Linked DNA regions of Sus scrofa: region 1 is linked to region 2. Evidence: chromatin contacts called from public HiChIP or PLAC-seq data. All regions are on one chromosome and are shown on one strand. The core of a region is the stretch at or near the end of the contact, and the rest is flanking DNA. Distances in the headings are between cores, read along the strand shown. Region 1 holds the start of ELN (elastin-like). Region 2 overlaps LOC102165419 (a long non-coding RNA gene).

Region 1 (5,226 bases), core at 2,548-5,047, 110 kb after region 2:
GAAAGGTGTGTATAGAGGTCTTTCACTCTGCCTTCCTGCTGATTCTCTCTTAAAACATTTACACTGGAGCCCACACCACCCAACCAGCATGTGTTTCCTTCCCAAACCCACTTGGATCCATATGAGAAATTCATGCTCCCCCCTGTGAGTGTAACCTTGACCTGCTTTCCTGTGGGGCTGCCTGGAGGGACATTTACATGGAGGTGTACATGACTGAGGGTCCACAGTAGGGGTCCCAGGTCTGGCTGCCCCCAAGGTCTTCCCAGGCTAGCCCAGCAGCACATGCTTAGTTAGCACCCTCTGGTCCAAGGTCCCGTGCAGACAGCACATCCCACACTCAACAGATAAAAGGACCACATGTAGACAAGGAAAAAACCAGAAACCACACCTCCCGGGATTCTGGAGGTCTGTCCCCACCACCAGAACTCTGCCCCCATCTCTGCACATCTGCGCTTCTCATCTCATACTCTTGGACCAAGTGGGAGGCAGCAACTGCCGTCCTCAAACTGCCTTCAGGGATGGCCGGGCCAGTAGAGAGTAAGAGGAAGTACCAAGTCCAGCCCAGGGCCCCACAGAGAGGCCCTGGGGCGGGGAGGCTGAGGCGCACAGACCTGGAGGAAGCTGAGACCAAGGACCCTCGGTGACCAAAGTCCAGAACCCAGCCCTCCAGGACAAGTGTAGGTGCTAGGGGGCACCTCCGCCAGCCAGGAGGAAGGAGAGCAGAGAAGCTAGGTCCTTGGGGCCTTGAAGGCCATGCTCGGAAGTCTGGACTTTGGCTGGGAGGCAACTGAGGGTTTCTGAGCAAAGCAGTCACATGCTGAGAGCCAAGGGCGGCTGGTGGCTCTGTTCTTCTTCCTAAATGGCTGCACCTAGAGATCCTGGCGGACAGGGATGGCCTGTCAGTGACTCACCTGGATGCCTAGGAGTAGTGGGGTAGTTTACTTGTCAATGATAATGGTAAAGCTGTTATCATTTTCCAGCATGTGGTGCATCAGGCAATTCCACATTTATGGCCTTACTTAATCTATTCAGCTCTGCAGGGAGGTGGGCCTAGGGCAACTGAGGACTCTTAGGTTTCTTAAATCATGAATGAGTGAATGTTACTCTAGAACTGTCACCCTCAGTCCTTACATTATGCATTGAGTGCATTGGGCTAAATTGCGCTGGATAATCTGGGTTTGATTATGGTTTACTGGGTTTGATTTTGAACTGAGGCCCCCTTTTGAAGTGTACAGAAGCCTTGTTGAACACGAGTTCATGGAGCTCCTGCAGCACGGGGTGCTGAGAAGATGGAGGGACGCAGCTGGGGGACGGGACACAGGACCCTGGCCCTGGGGGTAGAGGCCTAGCAGCCTCAAGTCTGTCCCTGTGAGCGCCCCTCCACACCTCTCCTGGATGCCCCTGCCGCAAGCCCTCTTCCGTTGGCTCCAGCCTCTCTCCCAGTCCTGGAATTAATAAAGACTCTGAGCAGACTGCGGTTTGCAAGTCTGAAAGCCGGTTCCTGCCCACGTCACTGCCCCGAGAGGAGTGGGGCCCAGCCTCTCCCCAGCACCCCGTTCCATCCCCCTCCCTGGGAGGGGCAGGCACACAGAGGCGCCCCCCCAGCCTCCCCTCCCTTCCCCCAGCAGGCCCCTCTCAGGCCACAGACCCTAACCCTGAGCACCCCCTCCCGCCACCAGCAAGGGCTGTCTCGGGCTTATAGTCGCCATCAGCTACCCCCCAAAGCACCCCCAAATAACACACGCAGGAAGTGAGAGCTGTATGCTTGGTATGCCTGCACTGCTTCAAAACAATTCTGCCTGCGTGCCCACCCCCTTCCAAACCTCTGGAATGGCTGCTGCCTGAGAGCAGAGAGAGGAAGGGATGGCCCAGAGTCCCAAGCTGACCCAGCCTAGAGCCAAGCCTCAGAGTTCTGCAGGAGTGGTGCTTGCAGAACCCAGGTACTCGCAGCAGCACTAGGACGAGGGCAGAGTACAGAGCATTTGGACCTGCAGACACAGTACAGAAATATATGACCACATCTTTTCATCTCTGCAATAACCTCCTAGGCAGGGATATTTATCACTGTTTGACAGATGAGGAAACTGAAATTCATGGAAGAAGTTACCCTGCAAGCAAGTGTTAGAGCCAGAATTTAGTCCTAGGTCCTGCTGGGTCCATTGCCTGGCCTTTGGCATCTACACTCCCTGCTGGCCATAAAAACTGCCCAGCGCTCCTGGCTGGAGGAGGGGTCATTTAACCCCCTTCCTCGGACTTGTGGCTGTGTCCTCCTCTCTTTCTCCAACTGAGTGCTGGGAGAAAGCTCTCAGAACTTGTGGTCTCTACTTCTCCCCGTCACAGGCTGTGATGAGGGTCGGTACCAGTTTCTCTCTCCTATCCTCTGGCTCCTAAATTTCTTGAGTGGGGAAGTATGACCCCCTCGCTTTCCACTCCACCCCCTAAAGTCCCCAGGTTCCCCATCCAGCACAGGCAGGTGGGAAGAACCCAAGGCCTGGAAGTGCTGGTCCCAGCTGTGTCGGCGCAGGGCCGCCCCCTCCTGGCCACCAAAGGAATGTCAGCCCCAGGCGTTCTCCCGGGGCAGGGAGAGAACCAGCAGTCTTGGGACTCCAGAGTCTGGTTTGGGTTCTAGGGATGCTCAGCACTGGGACAGATGGGGGCCAAGTGATAAAGGGGGACTGAGCCACCTATAAGTCTAGGTCAGCTCCCCCAGCCTTCTGGTTGTCTACAGGGCACCTGGGGAACGAGCCTGACCTTGACCGGACCCTGTAGCCTGCACAAGCCTGCGAGGGACTGCACCTTGATCCATGAGAGATGGAACCCGTGAGGTGTGTCAGGGGCTCCCACATGTCCCCCAGAGACCCCAGGGAACAGCACCAACAGTCTCGATCCCCAAGCCGTTCTGCTCACAGCCCCTCGGCCTCTTCAGACATGGACCCCAGATGGACACATCACCCCCTCCCCAGCTTCAGGCAGGAGGCTGTGACCTGAGACCCCAAAGAATGGAGCCCTGTAGTGCCTCAGGGTCCCCAACCCTTCCCCCTGGTGCCCTACAGGACAGCACCAGCAAGAATGGCACCTTCCCGGCCTTTCTGCCTACAGCCCCTTGACTCTACAGACACTGGCCTGGGCGCTGGACCCCAGGTTCTGACCAACACCCGCCTCCCCAGCTTTGGGCAGAGCCTGTATCTTGGCCAGGACTGGTGCTGTTGGGGGAGTCCGGAGTGCTAGGGTGGGGGCAGAGGCGCGGGACAGCTGGCCTGTGTCCCCACACTGGGCCTGGGGCCCAGCCGGAGGGGCGGGGGCCTGGCCACTCAGGCCTTGGCTGGGGCCGGATTTTTGGCCGGGCTGCAGGGCCCTCCCTCCTGCTTCCTCTCCCGAGGGCTGTCCTGGCAGAGGCCCCCCTCGCACTTTCTGGCGGGAACAGGGCCAGCAGTGAAAGAACAGCCACAGAGGGAAAGCGGGAGAGAGATGGGGGAAAAAACTCTGTGTGTGTGTGTGTGTGTGTGCGTGCGCGCGTGTGTGCGCGCACGCGCGTGTGTGCGTGTGTGCACTCGTGTGTGTTTTAAGGAAAAAAGCCCGCGGTCCAGTCCAGTCAGACCCAGCCTGGAAGGCTTGTGAGCCGGCCTTTCGTAATTGCCCCCTCCCCGCGCCCCCCTCCCCGAGGCCTCCCCTTTCTCCAGCCCGCCCTCCCGCCCGCCCTCTCTCCCTCCCTCCTTCCCTCACAGCCGACGAGGCAGCAATTACGCTTTGGGGATAAAACGAGGCGCAGTGAGCAGGCTGGGGCATTTCTCCCCGAGATGGCGGGTCTGACAGCTGCAGCCCTGCGGCCCGGAGTCCTCCTGCTCCTGCTGTCCATCATCCACCCCTCGCAGCCTGGAGGTAGGCCTCTCCCTGTCCCCCCAACTGCCCACAGCCTTTGGGCCTCCTGCTCAGGTGGCTGGACTGACAGACAAGAGGGCGCCCTTCACCCTCAGCATCCTCCAGAGGGTCCCAGCAGCAGCCCCTGCGCCACTGGATCCCTGGAACCGCCCCTCCCAGGAGCCAGCCAAGCCGAGCAGAAACCTGTCACACGATCGCCCCACGACTCAGGATGGTCCCAAACCAGCACAAGGTTCTGCTGCCCTGTGAGGGCTGAGGGACCCTGCTCTGTCCTGGGGGATCTCCCAGTGGGGGGTCTCGAGCATGCTGGGGAAGGACCGGCAGGGTCCCTCGGGTCTGTGGGCACTGGCAGTCTGCACACCTGTGGACCCAGCAGGCGTGCAAACATGCCCTGGGGGCAGGGGATCTGGGTTTGAGGCCAGCTTAGTGACAGTGAGCTTTCTGACCTCAGCAGGTTCCTTATCCCCTGGGAAGTCAGGACCCTGCTCCAAGGAAAGTCAGGGTTAAGGTGATTACATGGTTGCGGGTTGGAAAGCTGCTGCTGGGTCTGTCCCTGGTGAGGAGGGCTGGGACTTTCGAGCGGGTGTGTTTGTATATGAGTGTGTGTGTGTGCATGAGTGTGTTACATGCTATTGCACAGGTGTGTGTATATGCCCGAATGTGTCACCGAATAGAGGAAGAGGTTTCTGAGAAGGAATGAAATTTCACAGGTTCATTCCTGGACAGGTGTGTGTGTGTGTGTGTGTGCGCGCGTTTGGTGGGAGGAGGTATGTGAAAGTGCCTGTTAGCATGTGCTAAATTCTGTCATCCAACAGGCATGTACATATGGGAGATCTGGTATCCAGGTGTGTCTCTGGGTGTGTTTTGTCATTGTGCATGTGCGTGTGTGTGTGTCTGTGTGTGTGCATTCATGGGCTGGAACACAAGCTAGGACAGGGAAGCTGGGGAAAGTGTCCCTCTCCCGGCAGAAGGACTGTGGCAGGTGGAGGGGCTAGAGGGGACCTCAGGGCACTCCTAGACCACCTGGCATGTTCCCTGCTATGGACCCCTGAGGGCGCCCCCCCAAAGGCTCTACGCATCTTGGACCACCCTGGCAGTGGCTCACAGGGTGCCTGAAGGTGCTCCTGGCCACGGGAAGAGAGAGGTGCAGGCAGGCTCCTGAGCCTTTGGTGGGGCAGCCTGGGTGGGGTCTGGTTTCCGTAAGAGTGCTCCTTGCCATGAGAACCAGCCCTTCAGTGGGGGCCAGCATTGGGGGCGGGGGGCACCGGGTGGAGCAGGGCCTGGCTGGAGGGCTGGAGTAGGGGCTGGGCAGGAGCGGCAGCTGTTTCCGTGAGATTGCACGGCTGG
Region 2 (4,763 bases), core at 1,585-4,084:
ACTTAATCCCTCGGTTTCCTACCATTAATGGAATATGGTCCAAGCTGCTGACGCCGGCCACCCACACCCATCCTTTCCGTGCCTGTCCGTTCATCACTCCTCCAGTTCCTGCCAGGACTGTTCATACGTCGGAGCCTTTACTTGGTCCCTCCTCAGGGCTCGCATCCCACCTAAGCCAGGGGCAACCTGCACCTCTGCCCTCTCCAGGTGCCCCACTAGAACTTGAGGGCGCCTAAGTATGGTCATTGTCTGGGAGCCCTGGGCTAGTCCTCTGAGCGCTGAGCCTTGTGTGTCTGAGCTGAGTGTGTAAATCACTGTGTAATTTGGCGAAAGCCAGCATTTGTCCCACTGTATTCATGAGACCACTGAGGCCTGCAGAGGGGAAGGGACCATCCCCGGGTCACTCGGGCAGTGTAGCTCACCCTCTGATTCTTTGCAATTATCCTTCCGTGGATCTATTTCTGTCTCTACCTAGGGTCACCTGAGGGGCTTTACAGAGGACTGGACTGTTGGGGAGAACACCCCTTCCAGAAGGCCTTCCCCCTCCTCCCCAATCCTCTAAGCCAGAGACTTGGGCTGCTGACTAGCTGCCGTAGCATTGGTGACCTGGCCTGGTACCCCTGACCCCCTCATCAGAATCTCGCCTTTACTTTTATTGCCCTCTGCCCATGGGCAAGCCCTTGCCTTTTTTTTTTTTTTTTTTTTAAGCCCCGGTTTCCATCTTTATAGAATGAAGGCATTGAACTTGCTGAATTTCTTTTTTCTTTTCTTTTTTTTTTTGGCTGTACCCATAGCATGAGGAAGTTCCCGGGTCAGGGATCAAACATCAAACCCGAGCCACAGCAGTGACAATGCCAGGTCCTTAAGCTGCTGAGCCACCAGGGAACTCCCTGAATTGGCTGATTTTTTGAGGCTCAGTCAGGTGGAGCCCAGGGTCTTGGTGGCCTCCTGCCGTCAGGACAAAGTGTAGCTGGAGGAACTCGGAATGGGAGGCAGCAGTCCTGGGTGAGAATCTGCATCAACCTCTCAATAACTGTGTGGCCTCGAGCAAATTCCACTCTGGGCCCTCGTTTATGAAGAAGTGGGGAAACCCGCCAGGCTTGGCTTCCTTCAGGGGTTATGAAGTGCGAGCGTGGCTCGGAAGGTGTTTGCTGAACTGAACAGCACCGTGCAGGTGGCTCCGCAGGTCCCAAGGCGCGCAAGCGCTCCTCCCAGGGCCTGGGAAGAGCGGATGATCCCCACGTGGCACCCTGCCGAGGGAACGTGGCAGGTGTCTGGATGCTGCGTCCCCAGGCGACTTGTGCGGGCAGCGTTCCCGGTGGCTCATGCTCCGTTCCCAGCTGGTCCCACTGCTGGGCAGGCCCCCCTGGCCCCTGCCGATAGGAGGGGTGGGGGAGCCACCTGGCGTTGGCCCAGCCTGGCTGGCCTCCCACCCCATGTTTTGTTTGCAGAGTTTGGAATGTCCTGGGACGCCGAGCTGGGATCCCTGGGGAGACATCGGTGCCATCTCCTTGATCTCATCGCTGGACAGGTTTCTCCCTCATTCCGGCTTGGGACTCGGCAGGCTCCCAGCCCCAGCTGCTGCCAGTCCCACTCTGTCTGTCTGTCCCAGAGCTGGCAGCCAGGAGCCATGCAGCTGGGAGCCGGGGTCGGGGGGCCTTCCTGGAGAGGGGGGCAGTTCTCCCAGCCTGTCTGCTGTGGGCCCTGGGCATGCCTCGAACCCGTTCTCTGCAAACCCTTTCCAGCTGCATCTCTTCACAAACTCCTTTGCCCGTGACCCCCTGATACTGGTGCCCGGAGGCCTGTTTGGAATCATGTTCTCAGGACCTAAGGGACTTGGGAGGGGGCAGAGCCAACCATCTGATTCGTGATCCCCTTAGCAGGGACTCTGGCTGTGCACACAGTGAGTTCCTGCTAAGAGCGTGGGGGGCATGGGTGTCAGGGATGTGAAAAGATATATGTGTGTGTGTATTTGCACGTGCATGGAGTCTTTTTGAGTTTCCAGTTTTAAGTATCCCTGGATTTGATTTATTGCAGGAAAAGTTTGGGGGAAGGACTCTAGGGAGGTCAGGGGTCTGGTTCAGGAAGGAGCCCATCCTTACCTGGATAGCTTGCACCTCTGTGTGGCTGGACATTCTATAACCCGCCTTGGTCTCACGTGCCCAGGTTGGGCCCACCTGACTGGCGAGAGGCCGATCCCGCCGGTAGACACGTGCAAATGTGTGTGTGCACGCGTGCACGTGTGAGTCATTCCTGAGCCCCCGGGGTCAGGAAGGAGATCCATGCTTGTCTAGCCTGGGGACACGCTCTGTGTACTTAGCTCTCACCTGGCTGGGCGGTGGGGCAAGGGCTTCCTGGTGGTCCCAAGAGGCATCCCCTCAGGGAAAAACGCGCCCTGCACCGACCCCTGCGGTCTCTCCTAGGCTTGGGCAATCCCCGCCCGATGTAGGTCAGCACCAGCCCCAGGCTTGGGTGAAGGCTCTTCTTTCCGCATCATTAATAAGGAGACTAAATAAGTCCGCCCCTCTGGCAGGCCCCCCAGCCCCCCGGGCAGCCTGGCTGGAGCTATTAATATTCCCCGTGTTTATGACCCCCCTGGCCCCGGCGACAGGCTCCCCTCGCTTAGCCGTTGGAATTAATTTTGTGAATCGGAAGGGGCTGGGGGTGGGGGGGGCAGCCTGTTGGAATCCAGGACGATGACATCGCCACCTCCTCCTGCGGCGGGTCCCACTCACTAATTCTATAAAACAGTCACTGTGGCCAGCCCAGCCCGGGGCGGCCAGCCTAGCCGGGGCTGCCTCATACCTCTGCTATGCTCTCCCCCCGGGAGGGCGCTGGCCCAGGCCCCAGTGATTCAGGCCCCCTGACACCTTGCACTGATGTCAGTGGGAACGGAGGCCTCAGGCCCCGGGACCTTCTGGCCTGTCGCCTGGGCCCGCGCCCTGCACGGGGCTTGGCCCCCGCTAGTGCCTCTCGTGACCTTCCCACGGACGAGGCCTGGCCGGGAGAGGAGGCCGGGCCAGACAGCCTCTCCCTCACACTGTCCCTTTTCTGAAAGCTGCCCGCACTGGCGCCGGGCCGTCCCCAGCCTCCCCGGGTTTCTTCGAGGACTGTTCTAAAATTAAGATGGGGGAATTCGGGGAATTTGTGAGCGAGTTCCCAGAGCACTGCGGCTGCCCTGGGGGCAAGGGTCCCTGGCTCTTCCCACCCTCCCCCAGTTCTCCTTGCTTTAATTGCCGAGCTAGACAGGTGCCCTTCGGGCAAACTCATCCGCGAAGGGCAGGCCAGGTGGCCCGCGCGCTGTACACCAGGGAAGGGATTTCCCCCGCCACCCCCACCAGGGCGGAGCCTTTCAGACCCCGCAGTCTCTTAAATCACTTGACATATGATTTGCAAATATTTTCTCCCATTCTGAGTTATCGTTGCACTTTCTTCATAGCCTCCTTTGAAGCACAGCATTTCTTAATTTTAGTCAAGTCCAATTTATCTATTTTTTCCTTGTGCTCTTGGTAGCATATCCAAGAAACCATTGCCAAATTCAAGGTCATGAAGATTTATCTCTATGTTTTCTTCGAAGAGTTTCATAGTTGTAGCTCTTACACTTCAATCTATTTTGGGTAAATTTTTGCATATGGTGTGAGGTTGGGGTCTATCCCATTACCCCAGCACCATTTGTTGGAAAGACTATTCTTTCCCCCATTGAATGGCCTTGGCAAAAATCAATTAACCATAAACGTAATGGTTTATTTCTCAATTCGACTCCACTGGTTGATATGTCTCTATGGCAGCACTACAAGGTCTTGATTAGTGGAGTTTGTAGTCAGTTTTGAAAGCAGGAAATGTGTGTCTTTCGACTTTGTTCTTTTTCAAGACTGTTTTTACCATTTGAGATTCTTTGCATTTCCAGTTAAATTTAGGATGAATTTTTTCTTTTCTTTTTTTTTTTTTTTTTTTTTTTGTCTTTTGTCTTTTTAGGGCCCCACCCATGGCATATGGAGGGTCCCAGGCTTGGGGTCTAATCGGAGCTGTTGCTGCCGGCCTACGCCAGAGCCACAGCAACGCCAGATCCGAGCCTCATCTGCAACCTACACCACAGCTCATGACAATGCTGGATCCTTAACCCACTGAGAGAGGCCAGGGATCAAACCTGCAACCTCATGGTTCCTAGTTGGATTCGTTTCTACTGCGCCACGATGGGAACCCGGAATTTTTTCATTTCTGCATTTCCTTTGGGATTCATTGGGATTTTGATGGGGATTATATTGAACCTATTCTTGGTAATATTGTCATCTTAACAATATTAAGTCTTCCAATCCATGAACATGAACTATCTTACCATATTTTTTAGATATTTAATTTCTTTCAATGTTTTCTGTGTAGTTTTGGGTGTACCAGGCTTGTGCTTCTTTTGTGAAATTTATTTGAACTTTTTATTCTTTCTCCCTCTATCATAAATGAAATTCTTTTCGAAATTTTTGAAGGGAGTCATTTAAAATCTGATTCAACATGAAGCATCAGCTGAAGCATCATTTACCACCACTTGTCAAGACCTTACTTGTGTAAAAAGTGAGACCTACCTGTGACCCTTTAGCCTAGATCAGTAGTTTCTCAGCATCTGACCTAGGACCCACTGCTGGGGCCCTGGCCACTTGGGGGACATTTTATCCTCATCCTGGGTTTCCCCGCCTCTAGTCTCCCTCTGCCCAGGCCAGCCTCCTCCCTGCTGCCCAAATGATTCTTCTAAATCCGATTCTGTCACTTTT

The links. HiChIP or PLAC-seq counts read pairs in DNA pulled down with a chosen protein or histone mark.
Region 1: a contact with region 2 is called in an H3K27ac HiChIP or PLAC-seq map of skeletal muscle. The contact joins the promoter of ELN here to the enhancer-like site in region 2. A contact is called at or near these places in 9 of 47 Hi-C or Micro-C datasets (embryonic fibroblasts, epiblast stem cells, fibroblasts and 5 more) and 1 of 2 datasets of contacts at active chromatin or transcription factors (skeletal muscle).

The regions. Positions count from the first base shown.
Region 1 is chr3:11,210,627-11,215,852 of Sscrofa11.1, forward strand. ELN (elastin-like) reads left to right here and starts at 3,798. Exons shown (of 36, transcript NM_001315724.1): 1 at 3,798-3,879. The coding sequence starts at 3,798.
Region 2 is chr3:11,097,472-11,102,234 of Sscrofa11.1, forward strand. All of the region lies in intron 2 of LOC102165419 (a long non-coding RNA gene), which reads left to right. It overlaps LOC110259898 (a long non-coding RNA gene), which reads left to right. Exons shown (of 2, transcript XR_002342325.1): 2 at 1,452-1,971. Among named protein-coding and RNA genes, the nearest start is that of TMEM270, 41 kb to the left of the region's middle. Within about 2 kb of position 2,835, at least 16 of the 83 cell types and tissues checked have an H3K27ac peak or open chromatin away from gene starts, as enhancers often do. A contact at or near this core is called in mesenteric adipose tissue and skeletal muscle, where this site is marked.